2 separate regions of the Sus scrofa genome follow, and region 1 is linked to region 2. The links are chromatin contacts, called in public promoter capture Hi-C maps. All regions are on one chromosome and are shown on one strand. The core of a region is the stretch at or near the end of the contact, and the rest is flanking DNA. Distances in the headings are between cores, read along the strand shown. Region 1 holds the start of MTMR1 (myotubularin-related protein 1). Region 2 holds the start of IDS (iduronate 2-sulfatase).

The links. Promoter capture Hi-C pulls out the DNA fragments that hold promoters and counts their contacts.
Region 1: a promoter capture Hi-C map of fetal skeletal muscle shows a contact between it and region 2, with 4 times the contacts expected there. The contact joins the promoter of MTMR1 here to the promoter of IDS in region 2. A contact is called at or near these places in 1 of 5 promoter capture datasets (fetal skeletal muscle) and 1 of 2 datasets of contacts at active chromatin or transcription factors (alveolar macrophages).

What each region holds. Positions count from the first base shown.
Region 1 is chrX:122,389,985-122,396,097 of Sscrofa11.1, reverse strand. MTMR1 (myotubularin-related protein 1) reads right to left here and starts at 1,330. Exons shown (of 17, transcript XM_013991042.2): 1 at 1,078-1,330; 2 at 1,012-1,075. The coding sequence starts at 1,177.
Region 2 is chrX:121,591,988-121,598,218 of Sscrofa11.1, reverse strand. IDS (iduronate 2-sulfatase) reads left to right here and starts at 1,694. Exons shown (of 9, transcript XM_021080477.1): 1 at 1,694-1,961; 2 at 2,339-2,475; 3 at 3,075-3,252; 4 at 5,495-5,583. The coding sequence starts at 1,865.

The DNA of each region.
Region 1 (6,113 bases), core at 81-2,580, 800 kb before region 2:
ATCCTGGCCATTCCATGCGCTGTCTTAGCTGTGACTGATTTTCAGCAAAGCTGACCACTTGGGTAGGTACCTTATTCAAACACACTGGAATTACACAAAGGTCGAAACAAAGGGAGTGTTTCTTGTTGCTCCTGTGCCTCTGGAAACTCCCGAAAGTTCACCCCATTGGTATGACTAAGGCAAGCAGGAATCAACACCTCGAACTGACCCGAGGCTGTCACAACAGTGTCCCTTGCCTAATTCCACTCTAGCGTCAGCGAAACGGCCAAGGTGTGGGAAAGCTGCATAGTCTAGGCTGTGGGATCACCCATCCCTCGTCCTCGGAGCGGCAGGGGGGCCTTCCCAGTCGGATATGGTCCCTTTACGCTTCGAACTGCTGGATCTCAGTTCTCAGTCCTCTGGGCTTTACGTGTTCGTGAAAACAATGAACCAGTTCCTTCAAAGTGTGAGGAACTGAAAGTAAACCGCGGTGTGTTCTCGCATCGCAGCGGTCTCAAACTTTTCCATCGCAGCTTTTCAAAGAAGGGTACCTTGGCCTCCACCTGCACCAGCTCCGGCACCGGCGGGGTTCCGCCCCCCCCCCAGCGCCCCCTCCCCACGCCCACAGTGGGGACCCCAAGCAGCGGCGGGGTTTGCATCTCCAGACCACACAGGCCAGGACACACGCCAAAAGGGGGGAGCCGGGGTGAGACCTCCTCCCAAACGATTCGGGGCCGGGCCGGAGGCCGCTGAGGAGGCTACAAGGGGCAGTAGGAGGGGGCGCGGGGCACCGTTTGACAGCTGCGAAGCCCCTCGGGGTGCCCGGCGCGACGCGGGAGGGAGCCAGATGCGGGGCCCGGGCACCGGGCGGGGGTTCGCGGGGCTCGGGAGGGACTGGAGGGGACGCGGCAGGGGGACGCCCCCGCTCGGCCTCGGCCTCGGCCTGGCGCGCGGGGAGGGGGCGGCCGGGCCTCGCGCGGGGCCCTAGGGAGTCGGGGCGCGGGAAGCCGGGGCGGCCGGGGCCCTGCTTACCTGTCCAGGGTCTCCACGCTGGGCTGCCGGGAGCCGGCGGCGGGGCCCCCCGCGACCCGAGGGGCCTCCTGCCGCCCGCCGGCCCCGGGCCCAGGCCCCCGCCGCCCTCGCCGCCCGCTGCCGCTGCCGCTGCCGCCGCCGCCGCCGCCGCCGCCGGCCTGTCCATGGCGCGCCCCGCCCGGCGCCGCCGCCGCCGCCGCCGCCGGGAAGCCGCAGTCGGGAGGGGAGCGGCGCCCCGGAAGGTCCCGCCGCGCGCCTCCCGCGGCCGCGATCTGCCGCTCGCCCGGCTCAGGCAGCCGCCGCCATTAGCTGTCACCTGGCGGCCCCGCGTTACCCACAAGGCCGCGCGCGCGGGGGCGGGGGCGGGGGGCGGTGCGCGGCGCGGAGCCGGGTCCCCCCTCCCGCCCCGCCCCGCCCCGCCCCGCCCGAGCCCCACCTGGGCAAAGGCCCGCGGGCGGGGGATGTGCGGCAGGTTCCCAGCCACTTGGGGTCGACAAAGGGATCGAAATCGACAAACAAACGGAATATGCAGAACGTGCTTTGCTCAGGAAGCTACCAGATTGTCTATAGAGATGCAGGGTTTAAAAAAAAAAAAGTTTAGGGAAATGCAAAGATTGAAAATGACTAGTTTTCCCTCAGTTGTCCGTCCTTCCCAGAAAAGGTGTGGGGTGCGAGAAGCCCAGCCTCCCTGGGCGTCCCTGATCGTAACATCTCCCACCCAGAGCAATCCCTTACGGTTCAGCAATCCCTCCCACTCCGTTCTACTCCCCACGCTCCCACGAACCCACCTCCCTGCGGTCTTTAGGGCAACCAAGGCTTCTGATGCCGCCCTCAGACTTCCGCCCTTGGTTCATATTAAGAATAACATTTAATTTCCGTGGGCTGGGTCACCACTGTGAAAAGCAAGGCAATATCTGACGACAAAGGCATTTAGGCCACTTGGTTCCGGGATCATATTTCTTTCCCCGCTCACTTTGTTGGGGTTTGCCTATGCAACCGCTCAGGCACTCTCAACTCACCCCTGATTTAGTTGGGGACGTGGATGGGAGTGGCAACTACGCCCCTTCGCCTGTGGTTGCCCTGGGTATGGACAGCCGACCTTTAACCCGAGTCTGGCCAGTGAAATATAAAGGGAATAGTTCGCTTTCTGATAAAAGGCAGATCTGTAGACAAGGAGTTACTAGTTCTCATTCCAAAGCCATCGTACCCTCCCGGCTTCCTAACTTCCACCTGAACTGTGAGGACTTGATGCCTGAAGCCCCAGAGGCCATCATAACGCCGGGGAGGGGGAGAGTCTGGGATGCAAGGGTGACAGGGTGAGGAGAGCTGGAAGGAAGGAAGGAAGGAGGGAGGGGAAGAGCCCCAGACACACTGGAGTCCCACGTCTTGCAGGCTTCTGGTTTTCCAAAACTTATGAAATCGAATGTGTAACCCACTGCTGTAGAATGTTTGTGTCTCTGCCCCACCTCCTCAAGCTTTAGATGTTGAAGCCCTAACCTTCGAATTGGCATTGAGAGGTATTTGGACGTGACTCCTTTGGGAGGTGATTAGCTCATAAGGCTAGGACCCCGAAATGATGGGCTTCGTGCCCTTGTAAGGAAAGGCCATGTGAGGACGCGGCGAGAAGGCAGCTGTCTGCAAGCCAGGAGGAGGGCTCTCACAGCACCGAACCCTGCCAGCACCTTGCTCTTGGACTTGCCAGCCTCCAGAACTGGGAGAAAATAAAAGTCTGTTGTTTAAGCCCGCCGGTCTGTGGTATTTCGTTGAGGCGGTCTGTGCGGAGACACCCACTTTTGGTCCAGCACGTTGTTAGAAGGAGCCGCGGGCATCCTAAGCGCCCTGAGCTTTGCCAGAAAGAACATGCTGGCATTGTCAGCATGTTTTAAGTCCCATTCTCTTCAAGGAGGATTTAGGCCAAAGAGGAATTCACTGTGACACTATTACACTTGCGATTCCCTCAGCAAACTTTGGGCTAATGGAACAGAGACAGACTCTGACGCGTGCCCGCCCAAGAGGTTCACCGCGGAGGGAAGGAGACAGATTAGCAATGACACCGCGGGGGCTCAGGGCCCTGGGAACGCCCAGCCCCAAGCCGTGGGAGAAGAGGGGGTTAGGAAGACGTCCTAGAAATGGTGACACAACGTTGAATCCTAAGGGGAGAGGAAGGCTTGGATCGGGTGAGGAAGCCACGTTGTTCTGGGCGGAAGGAACCGTTTTGGACAAATCTGCGGCGCCAGTTACACGGCTTGTTATGTGCGAGGGAACCCCAAGAAACTGAGTGTTGCAGCTCAAGATTAGTGAGAAGGTGGAGCAGAGGCCAGCAGGGCCAGGCCATAAAGCACCTGGCGCTGGACTAAGACGTTTGGACTTGGTTCGGGATTCTGATGCCTGCTGGCTCACTGCACCCCAAGACCTATTACCATATAGCCCCTCCGGGGGGTAGACTGAGCCTCCAAAGACCGCCGAAAGGACATCCCTCTCCCACATGCTCTTTTGCAATAGGATCTTGCCATGCCCACATCCAAAGGTGTGCTCTGTGTCCCCTCCCTTTGTGTGTGGACTGGCCGTGTGGCTCCTCTTGACCAGTAGAGTGTGCGAGAAGGATGCTAGGTAACTTCCAGGGCCAGCCCTTAAGGGACTTGCAACTTCTACCTTGGCTTCGGGGATTCGTCTTTCTTGGAACCCAGCTGCAGGCTGTGAGGAAGCCCCACCAGCCACGCAGAAAGGCCCCCGCCACCTTCCCCAGCCAGCAGGAAGTGAGGCCATTCCAGCGGCCCAGCCAACTCAATGTGAACCTAGAGATGTATTCCTTTGGCTGAGAGATTTTTGAGAACTGATAAATTGTTGTTTTAAGCCACTAGGTTTTGACGCCTTAACGGAGCATCCAAACACAGCTCTTGAAGTCCCGCCCCAGGGACGTCGTCCCCCATGTCAGCACCCTTCCACACGCAGCGCAGCAGGAACTCCACGCCCAAACCCTCCTGTGAGCAGGTGCTTCACGCTAAGAGGTCGGCAGCCGTGAAGGATCTGAGATTTTCCCCTTAGGAGCGAGCTAACACTTTAGCCTGCCACTGCACCTGACACTCTGACAGACAACGTGAAGTCGCCAGTCAGAGACAAAGCAGCAAAAGCAGCAGCTGGGGCCATAGCTTGGCTTTATCCCCTGAGCCCCGATCTCCACAGGGTGCCATGCCCTTTTGCAAGGTGACCTGCAACTCCCACATTAAGAGGAGAATCCAGAGTTCCCGTCGTGGCGCAGTGGTTAACAAATCCGACTAGGAACCATGAGGTTGCAGGTTCGATCCCTGGCCTTGCTCAGTGGGTTAAGGATCCAGCGTTGCTGTGAGCTGCGGTGGAGGTCGCAGATGCAGCTCGGATCCCCAGTTGCTGCGGCTGTGGTGTAGGCTGGCCGCTGCAGTTCCCATTCGACCCCTAGCCTGGGAACCTCCATATGCCGCGGGTGCGGCCCTAGAAAAGATCCCCCCCCTCAAAAAAAAAAGAGGCGAATCCACTCCCCTCCTCTTGAACGTGGCCTGGCCCTGGGACCTCTTTTGATCCACAGGGGGAAGGTGGTGTCGGCACACGCCTCAGGGAGTGTCATAGCTGAGGACTCCCACATTTGGGAAACTCTGATCTTCTCTGGGACACAAGCACAGCTCCCCGGGGAGCGGAAGGGCGACATCTCTAAGCTCTACCATCTGGGACCACCTCCTTATACCCATTCCCTTAGTTTGGCGGTAGATTCGTTCGCTCAGAGGCCCCGGACCCGAGACAGCCGTGGAGGACTGTCTGCCAGCACACACGTGCCCCAGCCCCCTCTGTCCCGCCAGGCCCACGGCAGGGCCCACCCATCCGTATTGGGTTGTGACGCCCTGCCTTCCCAGGAATCACTCTAAAAGGATGGATGTCTGCCTGGGTGGTGGGAGGCGGGGTGAGTCCTGAACCAGCAGGCCCAAGCTGCTGCTCCCTGGAGCAAAGTCAAGGCCTCCTTTGCCTGTGCAGCCGCACCGCGCAGTCCCTGCCGGGGAGGCGGGACGTGCCAATGAACGCCTGCTGCGTGGCTGTGGAATGGGATACAGTGCGCTGTGCAGTGCAATTGTCTTCAAAATTGCATGCAGCAAAATGACTTGGGACCCGTTTGGGGGGTCAGTTCCCCTTTGGCTCAGTGGGTTAAGAGCCCGACTAGGATCCATGAGGATGCAGGTTTAATCCCTGGCCTCGATCCGTGGGTTAAGGATCCGGTGTTGCCATGAGCTGCGGTGTAGGTTGCAGGCACAGCTCGGATCCCGCATGGCTGTGGCTGGGGCTGTAGCCGGAAGCTGCAGCTCCCATTCGACTCCTAGCCTGGGAACAAACAAACAAGGGCCTGAGGATCGTGTGGCTTGGCGAGGAGGGGCGGTGCTGAGACGTCACAGTTTATACAGCAGCTCACATGGTTGTGACACAGATGGTCTGAGGACCACACTTGCTGACGCCCTGGTAGAGAGGACAAGGGGCCACAGCAAGCTCTTGGCGCAGGGTGAACTGACCACATTTACACTTTGGAAACACAACTGGGCTTGCATGATGGTGGGGGGGGTGCAGAGGCGGCCGTGGGGAGATGAAGGAGGAAGTGGTTGCCACACTCCAAGACGGAGCTGATGCGGTGGCTCGGAAATCAGATAGGACTTGGTGACTGACGCGCTGCTGGGCGTGAGGAAAAGGAGGAGGGAGAGGCCAAGAGATGCGGCAGGAAGGCACTGAGGTTTCTGACTTGGATAACTGGGCGGAGGGGGACCCTGGGCGCCGAGATAAGGAGCGCAGGACGACGAGCGAAGAGGATGCGTCCGTGGCGGTCGTTGCGTTTGACCCCCCTCGATTCCTGGTCCACAGGGCACTTTTCTGTGCCTTAGACAAAGGGAGCCTTCCTCACAACACTGGACTCCTGTTTGCCCCAAAATTGTCACAAGCCGCCCATTTTGATCAAGCTCTGCCTCTGACGGCCAAGTGCCAAGAGACTGCCATGAGGTCTCCACCGTGAATGGTGTCGCTGAGATGTGACCCCTTGGGGCACGGCTCGACCTGTGCCACAATGCATGGCAGCCTTGGGAAGTGCCTTGGAC
Region 2 (6,231 bases), core at 445-2,944:
TGGATCCTTGTCAGGTTCATTACCGCTGAGCCATGACAGGAATCCCCTACTGAATTATTTTTTAATTAATGGTGTTTTGATAAAGACAAGATTGCTATCATTTGGTCCTTAGTTCTTAAGCTTGCAGGAGGCAACTGTCGTGATGCCAAGGAAAGAGGAAATAAGAGTGATTTTCTAAATAGACACTGGGGTCCTTGTTGATGTCAGGCTCAGAGTTTCCTGAAACATTAAGGCCATTCTTTGGGGAGGGAAAAGCCACCCATACAAGGGAGGTGTCAGGATGAGGAGGAACAGCTGAGATGCCACCTGAAGCCTGGCAGCTTGGGTGCTTGTCTGGGGCTGGCCAACCGTGCGGGACTCAGGATGCTCTGGCCTGGGGAGGGCAGGCGGAGACCGCCCTTCCTGAGGGGACAGCAGCCAGGCTGTGGTGTGAACACCACCACCAACGCCACCCTTCTGGGACCCGAGGAAACAGCAAAGCAGATGCAGTGGCAATGGCAGCAGGCCTCAGACGAGGCCCACGCTCTGCACTGGCTATCAGCTAAGGAGCCTGCCTCTCAAGGAGAGCTGCCCTGCGCTTCCACGCCCCCAACGTGTGCCACATCAGGAGATTTAACCTCTTGGGGTGTTAATTTCTGGATCTGTAAAACCGGAAGGACAGCAGCATTTAGCTCACAGTGTTGGTGTGAGGAGAAAATTAGCATGTTGCCTGGGGTATAGGAAGCCCCCAATAACAATACTAATATTTCTGCATTCCCGCAGGCAAAAGCAGTAAGATCTCTAATCGGCCTGGTATTGTGTTAGCTTATTTCTTTAGGAGGCGGAGGGGGTGGGAGGGGTGAGTCAGAGACGGAGAGGGGATTGTCACACTTCCTGCCCAATCTTCAGCCCCAGGCAGACGGTGGTGACTGATTCTTGCCTGAGAATTCGCCTGAGAATTCTGACTCTCGCTCTTCCCACCGCCTACCTGCTCCCCATCTCCTGTTTCCTCGCCAGCCACACCAGCCTCTGTGCCAGCCGTGCCAGCTACACCAGCCTCTGCCATCGGCTAATACTGCCAAGCATGCTCTCCACAATGGCTGCTCCCTCACCTCCAAGTTTGTGTTCGAATGTCGCTTTACGAGCAAGGCCTTGCCTGGCCACCCCATAGAAAATAGCGTGAAACTCTCCGTGTGCCCCGCTCACCTCCTGTGTTAGTTTTCTCCAGAACACGCATGCCCACTGCCATTCAATGTTTATTTGGTCATTAATTGTGGGCGAGCTCCACCAGGGCGGGGACTTAGAACTCCAGAACCGCCAACAGTGCTTGGTATACGTATCTGGGGTACTCATTATGTATTTGTTGAACAAGTGCATAGAAAAGGGGTCCCTTTAGATGGAGGAAGGCAGGTTCTCATAGGGTCTCATTGAAGGAGAATGGCCTTTGGGCCGGTCTGCAAGGAAGATGTGAATTTTGTAGAGAGATGAGGGAAGGGAAGGGCTCCCAGGAGAAAGCATAGCAGGAGCAAAGGCAAAGAGGCAGGAAACCGCTGGTTCAGAAAAGTGCTTGCAAACTCAAACCAGAGACGCCTGGAAAGACTCGCAAAGGAGCCGTCCTGCTGCGGCGGCGCGCCCTGGCCGGACGGTGGGCGGGGCACCTGGGCGGGGCCGGCCCCGCCCTGGAGCCGCGGCCCCGCCCTCTGTGGCCCGGATTTCGCGCAGGCGCACTCGCGCCCGGGCCAGCGCCCGGGCCTGTGCGCCGGGCGGCTGCGGCTGCCTTGCGCGGTCCGCTGGGGCTGCCCACCCGAGGCTGGCGGCGGGGGCGGCCCGGCCCGCCTGCCCAAGCTTGTCATCGTTGTCCCGGAGCGGCCGCGCTGGGGCAAGAATGCTGCCGCCCGGCCGGGGCTTGCTCTGGCTTGGCCTGGTCCTGGGCTCTGCCTGCGCCTCCCTCGGATCCGCGGCGCCGGGCAGCGTCGCCACAGGTGCCTCCTGCGCCCTCGCCCACGTTGCGGGGCTCCCTCCCTTTTTCCCTGCCCACGTCCTCCCTTACCCGCTTCGCTCCCTCCTTCCTACAGTTCCTTCTTCCATCTCTCCCTCCCCTACCTCCCTTCCACCCACTTCCCTCCCTCCCTCATTCTCCCTCTGCCGTCCTGGTTTGAGGCCATGGCCAGAGCCTAACCCTGCCACCCAGGACTGGGGCTTCCTCTGTGCACCTACCCCCACCTTCCCTGGCTTGGCTGGCTCAGTTGTCAAGGTGGCTGGGGCCAGCTATGGGCCTCTGGGTACCCCGGCGCCCACCACGGGTGGGGGTTGGGTGTCGCTGCAGGTGATCTCACTGAAGCCCCTGTCTCGAGTGCAGATGCTCTGAATGTCCTTCTAATCATCGTGGATGACCTGCGCCCCTCCCTGGGCTGTTACGGGGACAAGCTGGTAAGGTCTCCAAACATCGACCAGCTGGCATCCCACAGCCTTCTCTTCCAGAATGCCTTTGCCCAGGTATGTGTGCGCACCTCGAGGTGTGGGTGTGCTGCCTCCTGCACCGAGGGTTGGGGGATGGCACCCACTGTGCCGGGCATCTCTTTATTAGAAGGGAGCATGGTCTGGGAAATGGTGGTTGAGAAGAACCTGGTTATTCACTGGCAAGGAAGCTTATGCCTTCACGGTGCTTCTCCTTGGGTAGAGGGTGGCATGCCATAGCCCGGTCCTGCCCAGCTTTCCTCCCCAAATGGGGGATTGCTGGGTGCTAAGGAGGGAGTGTTGCCATGGTGGCACTCCTCCCTGTGTCCCTTCCTGTGGCCACCCCCAGGATCCTTGCCTGCTCTGGGTACCCAGGAGATGCCATCAAGCAGAAGGGCACAGTCATCGGCTGGAGTGAGGGGCTGAGGGCGCCCCCCGCCCCCAGCCCCCAGCCTGGGGAGACTTCTTTCTTTTTGGCATCTGGGTGAGGCCCAAACCCTGCTGGATGGCTTGGAGAGCTGCCTGATGCAGCCACCCCAGCTCTTCACTGAGGACCTGGAGGTTGCCTGGTTACCTTTCAGCTCACAGACTCTTGTTTTCCTCTGAGGACGTTTCCTTCTGCTTCTGCTTCCTACTAGCAAGCGGTGTGCGCGCCGAGCCGCGTGTCCTTTCTCACCGGGAGGAGACCGGACACGACCCGCCTGTATGACTTCAACTCCTACTGGAGGGCGCACGCCGGGAACTTCTCCACCATCCCGCAGTACTTCAAGCAGAACGGCTACGTGACCGTGTCCGTTGGAAAAGTCTTTCACCCTGGTACTACTTGCCCAGCAGAGTCTGGGCTCTGTCCTGTTTTGTGCCTGAGTCCTGGGGTCCCCTCCTGGGGTCGGGGCTGTCTTTGCAGGGGCCTCTTGGGGAGAGTCACTGCCACCTTGGTACAGAATACTCCTCAGCTTGGCGGTGTGTTCTCACCCAAAGTGAGAAATGGCAGAAGGGCTTTTCTTCCTTCGGAATCCAGGTTCCTTTAGCTCCTCGGCTGGAAGGAAGGCCACTGGTGGGGGCACGGGCGTGGTGGCCTTGGCTGCGAGTCCAGCTCTGCGCCTGACCCTCTGTATCCAGGCTCCCTGGCAGTAAGGCGAGACCAGGGCAGCTATGCTGACTCGCCCAGCGAAGAGGCTGCAGTTTGGTGGCGGTCGCCTGCCTACTGTCTGAATTAGATCAGAAGGAGGAGGGTAAGCTGGGACCCAGGGTCCCTAGAAGTGCCAGGGGCCACCAGCCCTGACTTTCAGCACTGGTCAGCTGGCTCTCTTTAATGCCACAATGAGAATGCTGAAGCACAAACTTTAAACCTTTTTTTTTTTAACTTGAAGTAGTGCATGATTATTTGATGAAAAGTTTGGGGGGGAAGGAAAGTATAAATTGAAGAATATAAATTACATGTACGTGCACCACACAGAGGAGGGGGGCGTTTTGATGTCCCCATGTTCTGGGCATATTTTTTTCTGCTTCGAGCTTTTCCCGTATATACAGCTTTATGTCGTGAGTGTTTTAAACAGACATTTTCCCACATAGTTACTCTTCGTGCAACATCGTTTTTAATGGCAGCACAGTCGTCTAGCAGAGGTACTGGGGTTTAGTTCCCCCGGTTTTCAGGCCTCCCTGTCTGGCAGAGCGGGGCGATGAGCTGCTCCGGAGGCAAACTGAACCGCTCTGGGCAGTGGTGCCGGGAATTCGGGCCCCTGGGTTCCAGTCCCGGCTCTGCCACTTCTTGGCTGTGCGCTTGACCTTGACTTCCTTCCCAGGGCAGCCTCCCAGGGGTGCATGGAAGTGTGTAGAAAGCCCGAGCGCTGCGCCCACTAGCGCTTATCATGAGGGGCTACCAGGTGGGGCCCAGTTTTGAAGGCGAATCTGTCCGGAATCTTGTTGTGCAGCGAAAGGCCCGCGGGAGTAGGACTTTCTGCCGTCGGTGGTGCTCGCATGTCGGCCCCCTGGCCTGAGCACAGCTGGAGGGAAGAGACGGCTTTGGGGAGGGAGCGATGCAGCCGAAGGGAGATCAGGCTTCAGGAAGGCAGGCAGCCCAGCGATGGCGCCCGGCCTCCTGCCTCCTGCCAGTTAGAATGTGTGGGTGGCTCTGGGGACTGTGGCTGAGCCAGAGCACAAACGCTTTGCCTGCAGCCCTCGGGGGGGCACATTTTCCAGCTGGGTCTTTGTTCTCAGCACTTGGTTCTGTCAGGGAAGGGCCTATTTGAGGAGGCCACCCGCCACCACTGATTGAGTGCCAGGCATGTGCCAGACACTGTGGTGGCTGATGCCCTGATCTTTTCCTCAACGGCCAGCAAGGTGGGTTGTCACTGTTGTCACTTGGTCAAGTCATTTGCCTGGGGTTGCATGGGAACCAAGGATTGGCTCCCCCCCTCCCATGGGCCTCTGTGCTGGCGATGCTGGTTCCTGGTTCTGCCCACACCTCCCTCCAGGTCCCTCACAAGCCTCGCTGCCTCCTGGAAGCCCTCGCTGCCAACCCCCACCGGACCCACGTCCCCCTGCCTGGGGTCTCCCCTGCCTAGACAGCGCCTCTTCTCCAGACAGCTGGCAGGCGGGCCTCGTGTCCTGCGGTGCTGTCTTGGCTTCCCAGGCAGCCCGTCCGCTGCCCAGCTCAGGGGAGGGTTTCTGCGTCACGAGCGAGCACGGAGCCTGGAGTCCCAGGGCAGGGGATTGAGTCTCAGCCCACTCGTCTGGCACCTGCTTGGCATCTGGCAGGGCGCTGATCCCCCCTTTGCCTGGCAGCCCCCCTCCGAGGCTGGGGGAGCGGTGCACAGTGTTCTGTGGGGCTCTCAGCCCGTCGGGTTCCTTCCTCAGGGCCTGGCACTTGGTACTCAGAAAGCAGCCCACAGAGCTGGCTTTCGTGGGGCCCGTGGGCTCTGGGTTTTATAGGTAAGGAGACCGAGGCCAAAAGAGAGCGGGAGGCTCTTCCCCACTGTCTCTGAAGCGTTCGCTTTGGGTGGGGAGGGCGTGGAAAACTCCGCACGCTTTTATTTCACGACTTTCTTTTTCCCCCAAGGAATATCTTCCAATCATAGTGATGATTCTCCGTACAGCTGGTCTCTTCCGCCTTATCACCCCTCCTCTGAAAAGTATGAAAACACCAAGGTAAGGCTGCGAAAGGGGTCCCGGCTGGGGAGGCAGCTCTTGCCTGTCTCGCAGATGAGCGGGGCTGGTGTGGGGGGGGCGCGTCCCTCGAGCTGCCTGTGCGGTGAGGTGTGTTGGTTGGTCTGTGATCACGACTTGACAGAAGCGAGGGTTGGGGTCTTTAGCATCCGATCCGGTGGAGAGGGAGCTTCGTTTTAGAAGCTGGTGGGGCTGTCTTGTTCTAGAAGCTGGTGCTCTAGTGCGTAAGACTCGCTGAATGCCCTCTGGCACTCACGCTGGCTAAGGCTCGGTGCTGAGGGTTAAAGGAAGAGAGACCTGCGCTCAGGGGCCTCGGCCCAGACTGGGAGAAGGGCTTTGCATTCGGCTGCCTGGCTGGCCGCCTGGCTGGCTGGCTCAGGCCTAATGGGGGTGTGCGGGTGCTGAGACCTTTGATAGGGGTTTTAAAATTCTGGAGCCTCGTGGGGCAAAAGGACGCTATAAGGAAATGTAACCTGGGTTCCCCTGGGTCTTTGTGAGGTAGAAATTATGCATCTGGAAACTCCACGCACTGTCACCTTAAACAGTTAACTGGGACCCTGTCATTTAGAAGCTTTCGTCTGTCTTTGACGTTGAAAACAGACTTTTCGTCTTTTCGTTAACATTTCTGAG